5 separate regions of the Mus musculus genome follow, and all the other regions are linked to region 1. Evidence: chromatin contacts called from public Hi-C, capture Hi-C and promoter capture Hi-C data. All regions are on one chromosome and are shown on one strand. The core of a region is the stretch at or near the end of the contact, and the rest is flanking DNA. Distances in the headings are between cores, read along the strand shown.

Region 1 (2,745 bases), core at 160-2,659:
CACACTCAAGCCCTACTCCCTTTCCAGCAAACCATTTACTCCCATTTTATTGTTAAGTGGTTACTCCCAGTGCTTCACTAAGTCTAATTCTTAGACCAATAGATAGTTTCCCTCAGGTCCCATTTGCTTGGCAAAACAAAACAATTGACAAAATCTTCTTTGGTTTTCAGATTTTACCTCTCCAGTGCTTCCATTTAACAAATCCTACTCGAAATTATTTCTCAGTCTCTGGGATATCAGTGGTCACTGTTCCAAACTCAGCTGTCTTCCTCATCACACCCCCCCTATTTCCCTAGCCTCTGGGCTCACTCCCTTGATAACAGTCCCCTAGCCATGTTCTCTGTCTTTCCTTAGGCCTATTCTCCAAGTTTTCTGATTCACCCCCTCATTCTCTGAACTTGACTCTTACACTTCTGGAAACTTTCTCTAGAACCTTCTACTCCCTAGTCTTTGCCTCAGATGTTTTCTATAACCCTCAGGTAAAAACCTTCTTACTCCTGGCTCACTTACTTGATTCCCCAAACCCGTCAACTTTTCTCTCAGTCATTCCCTATTCCCCTCAACGATGCCAGATTTCTCCTCATCTCACTGATTCACTCTTTCTCCCAGACTCATCACTTCTAGAGTTGATTCCCGTCATCCCTTAGATTATCCTTTCATTTTCTCAACCTTGTCCTTATTCCCCTTCTCCAACAATGTTATCAGTCCTCCAGTGGACTACTCCCTTAGCGCCTCACCTAGTCCCCAAATCTACCTTCTACTCTATCTAAACACCTCCAGGCCAAGGCCAGCATTTCCTCCAATTCACAGCGTCCCTTCCCGTGGCACTCTGAATGCCCAGACACCAATCTCCAATGGCCTGGGCCTGGTCTCCTGGGAGAGTGGTACAAGTCACGTACCCCATCCGCATCTTGGCTCCGCTCTGACTGCCCCCGCTGCCGGGTAGAGGAGGGCGAGAAGGTAGGCGGCCGAGGTGCATGCTTTTTTCAAGGGCCGACATCAAAGGGAGGCCGCACGTCGACAACAGTGGCCCAAGGTCCGTCCCACGATACGTGCAGTACAACCGGTCACAGCTCTCTCCTCTAACGACGCCCAGTCGCCTTTGGACAGCAACCAGCCACCGGCAGCGCCGCCTACCGCCCACTGGCTCAGTAAGCCCCGCCCCCTCGCCGCAGCGCTTCCACCGGAAGTGCGCAACAGCCTTCGCACAAAGGAAACTGGGTAACGGAGTCTGCGGATCTCTCAGACTCCTATCAGAGAACTCGACAACCCTAGCAGGAAGAGACCTCTTGAAGGCAATGCATGCTGGACAATGAAGTCCTCAAATAGTGTATCAATTTGCGCTTGCGCAGATGCAGGTGCCCTGGTCCAACTTGGCCAAGGTAGGGAAGCAAAGCATCATGGGTGTTGTAGTCCATTTGCAGGGGCTCTAATTGGCGCCTTCTTTTGGCACCGCTTTCCGGGAACTGTTGGTGAAAGAGTGTTTCTTCCTGCGTCCCAGGCTTCCCAGCGGCGCCCGTTGCCGGGGAACGCAGGCGCCGTGGGAAGGGATGGCGGGAGCGTACAGCTTAGGAGCTGGCACCTGCGTTGAATTTGTGACGAAGGGCCCAGGCTCGGGATGAAACAACGGAAAGGCCAAGGGCCTGGGGGCGGCCGTGGGCGCAAAAAGAGAGGTAACTTTATTTCTTTAAGGTTGAGAAAAGCATAAAAGGGCTAAAGAATTCTAAGGAGACTTCCACCCGCTCCGGTTAAACAAAACAAAACAAAACAAAAGAGGACGGAAGAGAGACTAACTAGGGAACCAGAAAGTTAAGAGAATTTTTTTTTTTTTTAAAGAATGGAAAGGAAGTAGCGCCTGAGGGTCGATAAATGAGGCAAGTGAGGATTAATAGATACGGATAGGAGAACAACAAAATTAAACGTGCTCTTTTTACGACAGGGATACACGTATGTGTGTTAGAGGTATTCGGAGTAGGGGGAAGGGACATAACTCTGTCCGGAAAAACCTTAGATGGTGAAAGGGTGTGTGATAGAGGACATCGTGAAACCTGTAACCCAAGCTTACTCAAAAAGCAAATAAAACCACTTATATATATATATACCCTTCTACTTCTCTGATTTTTTCCTTGGGAAGCGATTGCGCTTCATAAGAATATACTGAGATCTCATCAGGAATCAATACAAGGAGTTTTTTCAACTAAAACAGTTTGTGTCCTGTAGCATGAAGAAAAAGATCTACCATAAAGCGCAGGGATAATTCGTTGAAATGGAAACATATGTGCATATATGGACTGCTCCTCACTTAGAATGACTTGAATCCAACTTAAATCCTCTTAGTTATCCAGCTCCTATAAGGGGGCCCTATGAACCCCAGGCTGGCCTTGAACTTGATCCGCCTGCAGAAAAACTCTTGGTTTTTTTTGTTTTGTTTGTTTGTTTGTTTGTTTTGTTTTTAAGTCTTCTCTAAATCTTTCAGAAAAGGTACTGACTGAAAGGAAAGCCAGAGTTGTAACTGATCGCTTCATTTACATATTATTCATCACCTTTCTGAACTCTAGTAAGATTTGACGTTAACATTTTGAACCCAGAACCAAAGGTAGCAGCAAACCTAAAAATGTTAGTCTCTGTCCTTGACTGTATGGTCTTGACAGCAAAGACAATTTAAGAGTGAGATAAAGAGCCTGCTGTGGTGGGCTAGCCTTTAAGCCCAGTACTTGGGAGGCAGAGGCAGGCAGATCTTTGTGA
Region 2 (2,745 bases), core at 110-2,609, 1.6 Mb after region 1:
TTTTAAAAAAATCAACCTTATTGGGGGCTGGAGAGATGTCTCAGAAGTTTAGAGTGAGCACTGGCTGTTCTTCCAAAGGACCCTGGTTCAATTCCAGGCACCGACATGGCAGCTCACAACTGTCTGTAATTCCAGTTTCAGGGAATCTGACATCCTCACACAGGTACATACCTGCAGGCAGAACACCAATGTACATATGATAAAAATAAATAATTTTAAAAAATCATCCTTATTTATCTCTAATTTATGTACAGTAAACTTCACCTAAGTTTTGATAGATATATACAGCTGGGAAAACCTGTAACACATAAGACATTTCACACTCAGAAATTTCTTCATGTTTCTTTATAGTAGATCTTTTCTTTTAAACTGGTCTTGGGAAACCACCAATCTTCTCTTTGTCAGTACAGATTGTTCTTCTAGTTTGTGTATGTGTATATATATATATATATATATATATATATATATATACACACACACACATACATACATACATATATGGCTTCTCCTGTAACATTTCTCTTTTCTTTTCTTCTTTCCTTTGAGACAGGGTTTCTCGGTGTAGTCCTGGCTGTCCTGGAACTCACTTTGTAGACCAGGCTGGCCTTGAACTCAGAAATCACCTGCCTCTGCCTTCCGAGTGCTCTTCTTTCCTTTTTTTAAGACTAAATGCTCTGTAGCCCTTGCTGACCTGGAGCATGTTATGGAGGCCAGCCTGACTTTGATATCTAATTTTAAAACATTTTTCAAAAATTCATTACAGTGTTTGTATCTGTTTGTGTAGGCACCCCTGCCACAGTAGAAGTATGGAGGTCAGATAGCAGCTTCTTAGTGCTTTCTCCTTTCACTCATAATTGGTTTCAGGGAACTGAACTCGGGTCACCCAGGCTATCTCCTGGCCTCAGACTCACTTTGAACATACTTGGATCCTTTCCCATCTGCTTCCCAGTGCTAGGACTCAGGTGTGAAGACCGCACTCTTCTTAAACTTTTTTTTTTAATTGAGTATATCAGTAATCTGTTAGAATCCGTTGCTAGGTACTATTTTGTTGTATAGCGATATCAAATTTTGTTTATCATTTACTGTGCTTTTTGTTTTGGTTTTCTTGTTACTAGGGATAGAACCTGGGGTCTCATGCTGGACACCTGAGCTTGATTGTGCCTGGCTCTTAAAACCTCTCTCTTATGCCGGGCGTGGTGGCACATGCCTTTAATCCCAGCAGAGGCAGACGGATTTCTTAGTTCGAGGCCAGCCTGGTTTACAAAGTGAGCTCCAGGACAGCCAGGGCTATATAGAGAAATCCTGTCTCGAAAAACCAAAACCAAAACCAAAACAAAAACCCCCAAACCTCTCTCTTTTACTCTGTCTCTGTTTCTCTCTTTGCTGGGGTTCAAACGCAGGGCCTTGAGCATAATAGGGAAGTACTTTACCACTGGGCAACATCCCCAGCTGATTTGCTACTGATAGACATTTAGGGTGTGTGTGTGTGTGTGTGTGTGAGTGTTGCTTTATTTTCTGAGACAGGGTTTCTCTGTGTAGCCTGGAACTCACTCTGTAGACCAGGCTGGCCTTGAACTCAGAAATCTGCCTGCCTCTGCCTCGTAAGTACTGGGGTTAAAGGTATATGCCACCACTGCCCGGTGCTTTTTGGTTGTTATGGTTAAGATTTCTTTGATCATTCATGTACAAATATTTGAATAGTCACGCCTGGCTCATTGTGGTTTTAATTCATGTTTTCCTAAACATCATTCTCTGTTTTTGTGTTTTGTGTGATTTCTTCTGTTGGATGGATTGGTGTTGTTTTAGTCCTGGGATGAGAAGTGTTTGTAATTTTACTTTACTTGTAAATTTCCAGGCCTTAAGTATTGTATAAATTTGACCAGCAGTACCCTCTTGTACACACCTGTAGTTTTGAATCGATAGAAGGAGTTGTCTTCCTACTTTGTTAGGTCAGCAAGACAAGCTTCTTTACCTTCTCATGGAAAGATTCTTTTTATATCCTAGCTTTCTGCCAAGAGTAAATTTTGAGTCTCAGCCTTTGCACACTGATCTCATTGACTTTTGTGGGCTCAGGCTACGCAACTGTCCTGGAGTGATGCACACACACCTTTAATTCTAGCACTGGTGAGACAGACTAAAGCAAATGTCAATAAGTTTGGCCAGCCTGGACTACATAGAGAGAGCCAGGCAAGCCGAGGTTATAAAAGTAAACTAGGCCTATGAGGGTACCATGTATTTCTTTTTTAAAAACTATTTTATCAGGCTGGAGAGATGGCTTAGCAGTTAGGAGCACAGAGCACTGACTGCTCTTCCAGAGCTCCTGAGTTCAATTCCCAGCAACCACATGATGGCTCACAACCATCTGTAATGGGGTCTGATGCCCTCTTCTGGTGTGTATAAAGAGAGCAGTGGTTGTGTACTCATATGCATAAAATAAATAAATAAATCTTTAAAAAAATATTTTATCTTATGTGTCTCAGTGTTTTGTCTGCATGCATGTCTGTATATGACATGTGTGCCTGTCATGTCCAGAAGAAGGACATGGAATCCAGAAGAAGACACTGGATCCCCTGGAGCTGGAGTTATAGACAATTATGGGGTCTTATGTGAGTGCTGGAATCAAACCCAGGTCCTCTGGAAGATCAGCCAACATCTCAACCATTGAACTTTAGTCCCTTTAAACTTTAATTTAAAATTTTAAAAAGGGGCAGGGGCTGAGAGAGGTGGCTCAGTGGTTAAAAGCTC
Region 3 (2,745 bases), core at 154-2,653, 1.3 Mb after region 1:
CAGACTAATCCACTTCCTATGAAGAGTTCCAGAAGTGGAGAAGGAAAAAGCAAAGAATAGGGCAAGTGTCATGTACTGACCTTTCTTAGGAAAATGGATGTTAGCTAGAGTGCTCCATGTACAGGTAAACGCAGGCATGAGACTTGAGTGGGACAGATGCAAACCAAGGCTTAAGACCTATTCTCAGCCAACAGGCTAATGGAAAGCCCCAAAACCTGCTTTAACAATTCAAACAAGCCAGCTAGGCACCACTGGATACCAACCAGCAAAGTACCTGGGCCTGTCAGAAGCCCTGGCAGCCCAGACAAACTGTTCCCTCGATCTAGCTCAAGAGGCTCTAATGCAAGAGCAGGAAGCATTCCGCCTACAAGGCTTTCTCTGTATCCTCTAGATCAGGAGCAACTCTATGGAAGGTACAGCTTTGAGCCAGGGTAAAACAACACCCCAGACAATCCCAAACCCAGTTTTGTAATTCTGTGAGACACAAGGGGCCAGACACAGATATATGAGTAGCTAATTGTCAGCTAACTACAGAAGGAATCAACTGAAACACAATTCATAGATTCACTATTATGTAACAAACAAGATGGCTCAACTATAAAAGACACTTGCTGCCAAACCTAAGGATCTCACACACACACACTCACACACACACACACACACACACACACATCTTTAAACACACACACACACACACACACACACAGTCTTAAAGTCTTTTGAGACAGAGTCTCTCTGGCTCATAACCCTGACTATCTTGAAACTCACTATGCAAACTAGACTTTCTCAAATTCAGAGAGATCTGCTTGCCTTTGCCTGGAATGCTGGGATTAAGGACACACACCACCTTTCCCAACACTCAACATCTTTTTGAAAAGCAATAGCAACTCAGAATAAAAGTGGGGAGGGGTACAAGTTACTTAACAGGTCTTCATCGAAAATGCAATTTTATTTAAACACTAGGGAAGTTGTTCTAGGATTCCTGTATTTTGATTTTCGATATTTTGATTTGATATTTGATATCTTACACAGTTGGGGCTGACCTAGACCAAGAATGTGATTTTGACCCAGACCTTGAATTCCCGTTCTTTCAGGTTCCCACCTTCCAAAGGCAGGGCTTAAAGTTCTGTGTTAATACAAATACGGGGCTCTGGAATCTTGAATCCTAATTGCCACGCCCCACCAGAGTTTTCCTTTTTGCCACGCCCCTCTGCCCGAACTGCATTTCCCAACATTCTTCCAGCTCCGCTGTCAGCGGTCATTGTGATGTCATTCCACAGCCCTCGGGGAAATGTAGTTTGTTTAGTCTCCAGCTAGAGAAAGATCTGGGGCTGTGGACTACCACTCCCGTGAGGTAGTGCGCAGTCCCACCTTATAAGCGGCGTCTTCGAACGCGCCGCGGCAGCCATGTTGATCGTGGCTAGCACAGGGGCCGGCACCAGCGGGTTTTAGAAGCAGGTGTCATGATGTTGTCCGCGGTGTTGAGGAGAACCACGCCAGCGCCTCGGCTCTTCCTAGGGTTAATCAAATCTCCATCTCTCCAAAGCCGGGGAGGTGCTTACGGCCGTGGCGTTGTCACCGGAGACCGCGGGGAGCCGCAGCGGTTGAGAGCTGCCGCTTGGGTGCGCCCTGGAGCATCTTCTACCTTCGTCCCCGGACGGGGGGCAGCCACCTGGGGGCGCCGTGGAGAACGCACCGAGATCCCATACCTGACTGCCGCCTCGTCGGAACGCGGTCCTAGCCCCGAAGAAACACTCCCGGGACAAGACAGCTGGAATGGGGTCCCCAACAAGACGGGTCTGGGCATGTGGGCCTTGGCCATGGCGCTGGTGGTTCAGTGCTACAGCAAGAATCCATCCAACAAGGGTGATTATGGGGTCAAACTGGGTTCAAGGGAGAGGTGGGTGGGTGGGTCATGACTCCTTTGGAAGGTTGAAGGTATTTGTAAATTTAAACCCGCATAACCTTACCTTGAAGAAACCCAGTTACCTTCTGCTGCCAGGAGCAGCAGATGGAAAACTCACTGAAGTTACATCATTTCCCATCGTAGGTCTAGCACCCTCTTTGGGATCAGTTTGTATACAAGTATAATTGGGGACATTGGACTGACTAATTACAGCCCGGTCCTTTTATGTACCAATATTATATCTTGTCCATTAGTCTTTCAAGAGGTCTCCAGGAAGCCTCAACAGCTTTAGGGACCGCCTCTACATGTTTTTCTGCGTACATAGGTCCAAGGAAGGAGGACACTTGGTTCTGGTGCTAGCCTGACCCCATGTTCCTCTCTAATCTTAGTTTCCCCACTGTCTAATGAAGGCAAGCTCTCAGTGCTCTAATATTTTGACCTTTCCTGGAGTTCAGAGTCTGTTTAGTTGCTTAGAGTTTTGCTTAGTGTCATGTTTAAGATGAGCTGGATACTGTGGAGGGTGTGTGTGTGAAGCCTTGGGGGACAGGGAGTTGGCTGAAAGTTGCTCTCTGGAGACTTACAGCAGTGGGGGAGGGAGGGAGGAGGTGGAGGTAGCTAACTCAGATTGGCTTCTTACCTCAGTTGCTTAGAGTTGAGCAGGAGCTGCAAGGGTGGCCTGGCTGAGCCCAACCTCTCAGGTTTTCAGTTGTCAGTGCCTGCCTGTCCCATGCACCCCAGACTCTGAGATTGTTGAACAAGATTGGAGACCGCCTTGACCTTCCCTTGTTTGTTTAATAAGATGGGGCCGCTTGGAAAGAAAGGACTTCTGGATGAGGAAC
Region 4 (2,745 bases), core at 82-2,581, 1.2 Mb before region 1:
CTACAGAGCCTTGCTTCTGCAGTTAACGTTGCTTCCCTACTCATCCGGCACCTCATCCGGCACCGGGTTGGGGGGGTGGGGTGCAACATTGCTCTTTCCTTTACATTCCGATGCACTCTATGCCTGGCCCTCTCTCCCATAGCCTCTGCGCTCCTAAGTGGCTCCTTCCTGTCTCTTGCAAGGATGGAAAGTTACAGAAAGGGTCTGAGGGAGCTCGTCCTGTGGACCGTGGTGGAGCAGCTGCTCTCAAGTCTAAAGCAAACTATTGCTGCTGAGCACAAGCTGGAGTCAGACTCTGTATTTGGAAATCCATCCCCACCAGAAACACTAACAGAGAGGCAGTGAGCAAGCTTGTTCCTAGAACTGAGAAACCGGGACAATAAAACCAGCTATCTCATGGAGTTGTGACGATTCAATGCTCACTTTGCACAGACCCAGCTCGGTAACCTCTCCATGACTGACAGTTTCTCCAGGTCCTCTTCAATGCTAAGGTTCCTGCAGAGTCTCCCCGAGGGACTGAGGGAGGCCAGTGGAAGATGTACTGATAGGCGGGTGTTGCCAAGAATTTTGTCAGATTCCCAAAGTCAGTGTTCTCTTGTCCTTATTACACACACACACACACACACACACACACACACACACACACACACACACGTGAGATACAAGCTATGAATATTTACTTCAAATCCTCCTTCCAGACACTCACCCGAGGGAGTGGAGTGTGCCATGAGGATCTGAGATTGGAAAGGAAACCCCAACGTCCCAAATACCTTCCTCAGGAGGAGCGGAAGGAAGCACCCGAAACGCTAAGAATAAGTGCAGAAAACCGACTCCTCGATCGGGGAGCGAAAGGGAAAGCGCGGCGGCGGCCAGCGGGGCAGGGCTCCCCGGCGCCTTCTTGGAGGGATGCGGGGGTCTGAGCGCGGGAACGGCCGGGGAGGGGGCTCCTCCTCCTGTCAGCCCTCCTCAGCCCTGCGAGCCCCGCCAACCTTCTCCGCCCCCCGGCTCGCGGCCGGCTCACCTGCTGAGACGGCAGCTCCACATGCAGGGCCCGCGCGGGGGCACCGGACGTCAGCGCGGCGGACGGGCCCGGGGGTGGCAGGGGCACCGGGCCCCCGAGCGAGGCGCAGGAGCTCATCTGGACCCCTGAGCCGCCGAGCGGCCAGGTGGGCAGTCCTCCCGCATCGGCCGCTGCCTCCCGAGCTGTGATTCGCAGAGCCCCTACAGCCTAGAAACCGGGCACCGAGAGCCCCAGCAGCTCTGCGCCCGCGCTGGCCACCGCCGCTGGCTAAGGAAGAGCCATATTACCGCAGTGCAACCCCTCCACCCGGCCCAGAGCTGGCGTGCTCATTGGTTCCGTTTCTGAGAGGGCGGGACCCGGTGGCGGCCAAGGGACGTGCTATTGGCCAGTGGGCCCGTCCGTCGTCGGCCGCAATGGCTAGGGGCGGAGGGACTCTAGGATGGCCTCAATTGCGTCTGTCAAACCCGGGCTAAACCTGGGGCGTAACTTCTCTTTGCCTCAGCCTAATTGGCCCTTTCCCTATTGAGGGGTGTGGTCTCCTAGGGAAGCCTCGTGGGCTATTGCTCTAGAGCGCTGTCAGTTGTCAGTGAAACAGGGACGGCTTCTTGATTAGGTAGAGCGCGCGCCTGGTATGTCGTGTCACGTGCAGAAGTCTGGAGAGTCACCTGATTAGTGAGAGTCAGTCCTCTAAGCCACTTCCGCCCTAACCTAGTTGCTATGGTAACAGAGCCTCCAGTGGAGGGCGGGGACCCGCTTGGCACCAGCTGAGTCGGGATGGATGGATGGTCTGACTTCCCGAAGTGTTCTCATCCACGTACAAAAAAAAAAAAAAAAAGCCACGCTTTATGACTGAGAGGGGGAGCCGCCACCGAGCCGCGATCACTGAGACCAAAGATCCATCGGGCAGTCCACCAGCTCTTCAGTGATCCACTCAGACCTGCAAGTCCACGCCCCTTCTAGCTTCTATAACTAGTAAGCTTAGCCACAAAGTGTGCCAGCCAGCCAAGAGACTGTCTCACCTCTGCTGGTGGGATGCTTATGCTCTGCCTAGAAAGCCTTTACTGCTTGTGACTAACGCTTGCTTAGCCATCGTATTTCAGCTGGGGCAGGAGTCCTTCCAAAAGACTTCTCTGAAACTCCGAATTAGGAAACTTGCCTTTACCACAGACCTGCTTATTCTATTGTGTTGTCTTTGTTTGTTTACTTGCTTTGCGCGGGGGCGGGGCGGGGGGAGGGGCGAGATTTGGCTGACCTGCCACTCACCATGTAGCTCAATCTACCTCAGCTCCCCAGGTGCTGGGACTACAGGAGTGTGCCACCACAGCAGCCTCCACTTTGTCTTTTAATAGTCATTTAACACACACAGCCTCCCCGAATTCAAACACTCATATGTGAATTCCTCAACCAAAAGACCTTGTCTGATTCGTCCCTGGATCCGCATTGCTTGCAGATAATAGAGAAATGAATATGAAGGTACAGCTCAAATGCCCTCCCTTCCCTGAAGACTTCTTTGACCATAATAGCAGCTACAGCCATTGCTTCTATAAGTAGCACTGAGTCATTTTGCAGAATATTGATTCCCCCGTCCCCATAGAGTGTGAATTTCTCCACCACCTGGACTGTTATAGCTGAAAGAACACAGTGTTCAGAGAGGCAGACACAACAGGAAGCAGGCAGTTTGGGATTCTGACTGCCACCTTCTAGCTTTGTCACTGAGCAGGTCA
Region 5 (2,745 bases), core at 72-2,571, 1.1 Mb after region 1:
CTCAGCTAGGAGGGGGAAAAATCCTTGTGTGGAAGATCACCCCTTGAGCTACTGGGACAGCTAGGACACTTCCAAGCCTGTGCCAGGTGCTGGGACCGTGTCCAGCACTGGGCTCAGTGACTCAACACTGGGGAAATTGCTCCCCAGGGGGAAAGGGCCCAAATGAATCACATCTATGAGGCAAGGAGCAGGGGGCTCACTGAGTCACCTTCCAAGGGCTGGGGGGAGAGGGAAGTACAGGAAGAGGGGCAGTAGCGCAGAAAGGAGAACCAGGGAAAGTCACAGTGAGGGCTGTCAGGAGTCTGTCTGTCTCACCATCATTCCAAGTTTTTGTCTTCTGGCAGCCCTGTGGGACAACTGACACCCAATGGGAAGGGGATCAAGCTAAAGTTACACTGGCAAAATCCAGGAAGACCCAAATTCACCATTTGATATAGACTCGTCCTGTGCCTTAGCCCATCTTATAGCAAGCAGAGGCTAGAAAACAGGTTGGTCCAGGCAAGGGGTTTGACCCAAGTTACACAAATGTCCCCTCATCCCTCCAGCCATCCCCTACTGGGGTCAGGGTGCACCTTTGCGATAGAACACCAGGGGGCGCAGGAGCGTCACGGCTGCTGCAAGTGCCTGAGCACAGAGGCGGCTCTGCAGAGAAATGCGCTCCCAGCTCTCGGGGTCCCACCGCGGAACTGCGGACTAGATGGCCCTGGGGCTTGCACCCTTTTCAGCCTCCTGGGACGCCGATGAAGGCCTATCTGGTAGCCTTAGGAACCCAGTGCTCTCACCCCACATTTGGGAACGGTGCGCCTGTGTGTGTCAGGGCGCACGTGTCTCCTTCACAGATCTGCTACCGCTTCAGGGCTCGTCCCATTTTGGAGCGACCTCTAAATTTCTCCCTCACTTTCCTCTACCCTCTGTACTGGAAGGAGTGAAAGGACCTCGGGGCTCCCGGACTGTGGCCGCGGCCCCTCTCCCCGCACTGCGCTGGACTCGGCCTCGGGGTTCTGGCCGGGCTACTGAAGTCCAAGTGATGGGGAGAGAATGTGGTGCGACAGTGCGCGGGACTCTGGGAGGGGCCCTACCACATAGGAGGAGTGACAATGGGATAAGCGGAAGGCAGCGAAGGCTGAGAGGCGACCGAGGAGTGGGAGCCCTCGTAGCCGACCCGCTGCAGGAGACTTGAGAGGGTGAAGGCCTGGCAGGGAGCAAGCCGGCCGGGATCGGGTGGGGTCCGATCTTTGGAAGGCGTTGAAGTGCTGTCCCCGGTAGCAGAAACGTAGGCGGGGCCTGGAGGCCTGGGGCGGGACGGGGGCGGGGGCGGGGCGGGACCAGGGCGGACCCTCGCGCGGACCGGCGAAGCTGTTGCGGACGCGCTGACCGAGTGCAGCGGGCCGGGCTGGAGGGGCGGGCGGGCGGCTGCGAGCATGGTCCTGGTGTTGCACCACATCCTCATCGCTGTTGTCCAATTCCTCAGGCGGGGCCAGCAGGTCTTCCTCAAGCCGGACGAGCCGCCGCCGCAGCCATGCGCCGACAGCCTGCAGGTAGGAGGCCCCCCCCCCCCCCATTCTGGGTAACAGGGAGAAGCGGGTGTCCAGGGAGAGCCCGGTGAGGGCCCGGTCTTCTGAAGAGCTTGCAGTCGTCTGCCCCACGGTCTACTCTCTCCTGAACCTTCCTTTAAGAGGGGACCCTTCCCTTAGTTTGGAACCCGTCTTGTACTGAATGGGACTGCAGCCATACCCAGAGGGGGTCCTTGATTCTTCGGCTCATAGTTCAAATGCCCCTCCAGATTCTGACTCTGCTTCGCATCTAGAACTCCTCCATCCCAAGCCCCGAAGTCCTAATCCTCGTTGCCCCCCTCAGCCACATTAACAGCTCTGTATAAACCCGGAGTTCCCTCCTCCCAGGTTAGTCCCACTCCCCTCTCAAACCTCTGGCTCTCTACTGTACATATCAGATTCCAGGCACACCCATATCCCCTAAGCCCCTGGCTGCAGAGAACTTTACCTCATAAGTAGGACCTCACCCCCAAACCTCTATCTTCTATTTTATAAAGTCTTACTCCCCATCCTTACTAATCATCTAGATTCTAGTCACCATCTTCCACCCAACCCAAGGGTCCAACCCCCTTTTAAAACCCAGATTCTCTCTTCTCCTCTGCCAGACTGCCCCCTCCCAGTCCTCATCTTTTACACAGACCTCCAGTCTCCTCCTGTTGCCTCCCAGCCTCTAGATGTGATAGTCCCATATCATTCTTCCAGTTCCCAAATTTCTGAGTGCATCATCCTTTGGCCCCTCTGCTGTTCTCTTGTTTAGTGTGTTGCTCCAGGCTGCCTACCTCTCCTGGTCTGTTCAGCCCTTCAGTTTCTGTAGGTCTCTATCTTTGTGCTAGGGTCTTTCTGTGACCATGCCTTCCCTACATGTCTGCCTCTACTTTGGGTCGTGGGGGAACCGGCTCAGAAGACAGGGCTGGAGCCTCTAGGACCTCCACCTGTGCCTGTGTTCTCAGGTATGGCATAGGATGGACTCAAGTCCAAGGGCTTAAACATGGAGAACGTTGCCCTCAGGGTGCCCAAAATATATGGTGGGTAGGGATCGTGAGGTGGGACACTGGTATTTATAACTTATACATGATATCTCCTTATCCCAGCTGTCCTGGTAGTGACTGGGGCAGTTGGGTTTGGGGATAGAGAGAGGGGGTAAATGTCCTTCACCTGTAGTGAGGGATGGGTGAGTCTGGGGTATATGTGC

What was found. Promoter capture Hi-C pulls out the DNA fragments that hold promoters and counts their contacts. Hi-C and Micro-C count contacts between places; a contact is called where the count stands out from the background. Capture Hi-C pulls out chosen DNA fragments and counts their contacts.
Region 2: a contact with region 1 is called in a Hi-C map of B cells, with 5 read pairs. The contact joins the enhancer-like site here to the promoter of C2cd3 in region 1. A contact is called at or near these places in 2 of 39 promoter capture datasets (liver and pre-B cells) and 1 of 484 Hi-C or Micro-C datasets (B cells).
Region 3: a contact with region 1 is called in a Hi-C map of B cells, with 8 read pairs. The contact joins the promoter of Clpb here to the promoter of C2cd3 in region 1. A contact is called at or near these places in 2 of 39 promoter capture datasets (liver and pre-B cells), 1 of 484 Hi-C or Micro-C datasets (B cells) and 2 of 9 other capture datasets (adipose tissue and liver).
Region 4: a promoter capture Hi-C map of pre-B cells shows a contact between it and region 1, with 3 times the contacts expected there. The contact joins the promoter of Uvrag here to the promoter of C2cd3 in region 1. A contact is called at or near these places in 2 of 39 promoter capture datasets (liver and pre-B cells), 1 of 484 Hi-C or Micro-C datasets (B cells) and 1 of 9 other capture datasets (adipose tissue).
Region 5: a capture Hi-C map of macrophages shows a contact between it and region 1, with 4 times the contacts expected there. The contact joins the promoter of Pde2a here to the promoter of C2cd3 in region 1. A contact is called at or near these places in 1 of 39 promoter capture datasets (pre-B cells) and 1 of 9 other capture datasets (macrophages).

Annotation. Positions count from the first base shown.
Region 1 is chr7:100,370,824-100,373,568 of GRCm38.p6, forward strand. It overlaps C2cd3 (C2 calcium-dependent domain containing 3), which reads left to right and starts at 1,410. Exons shown (of 33, transcript NM_001017985.3): 1 at 1,410-1,673. The coding sequence starts at 1,619. It overlaps Ppme1 (protein phosphatase methylesterase 1), which reads right to left and starts at 1,073. Exons shown (of 14, transcript NM_028292.2): 1 at 900-1,073. The coding sequence starts at 1,000.
Region 2 is chr7:101,947,797-101,950,541 of GRCm38.p6, forward strand. It overlaps a transcript of Numa1 not described here. Among named protein-coding and RNA genes, the nearest start is that of Numa1, 21 kb to the right of the region's middle. Within about 2 kb of position 1,360, at least 40 of the 459 cell types and tissues checked have an H3K27ac peak or open chromatin away from gene starts, as enhancers often do. A contact at or near this core is called in B cells, where this site is marked.
Region 3 is chr7:101,662,348-101,665,092 of GRCm38.p6, forward strand. It overlaps Clpb (ClpB caseinolytic peptidase B), which reads left to right and starts at 1,404. Exons shown (of 16, transcript NM_009191.4): 1 at 1,404-1,866. The coding sequence starts at 1,464.
Region 4 is chr7:99,139,813-99,142,557 of GRCm38.p6, forward strand. Uvrag (UV radiation resistance associated gene) reads right to left here and starts at 1,332. Exons shown (of 15, transcript NM_178635.3): 1 at 1,022-1,332. The coding sequence starts at 1,138.
Region 5 is chr7:101,449,931-101,452,675 of GRCm38.p6, forward strand. It overlaps Pde2a (phosphodiesterase 2A, cGMP-stimulated), which reads left to right and starts at 1,322. Exons shown (of 30, transcript NM_001143849.2): 1 at 1,322-1,538. The coding sequence starts at 1,422.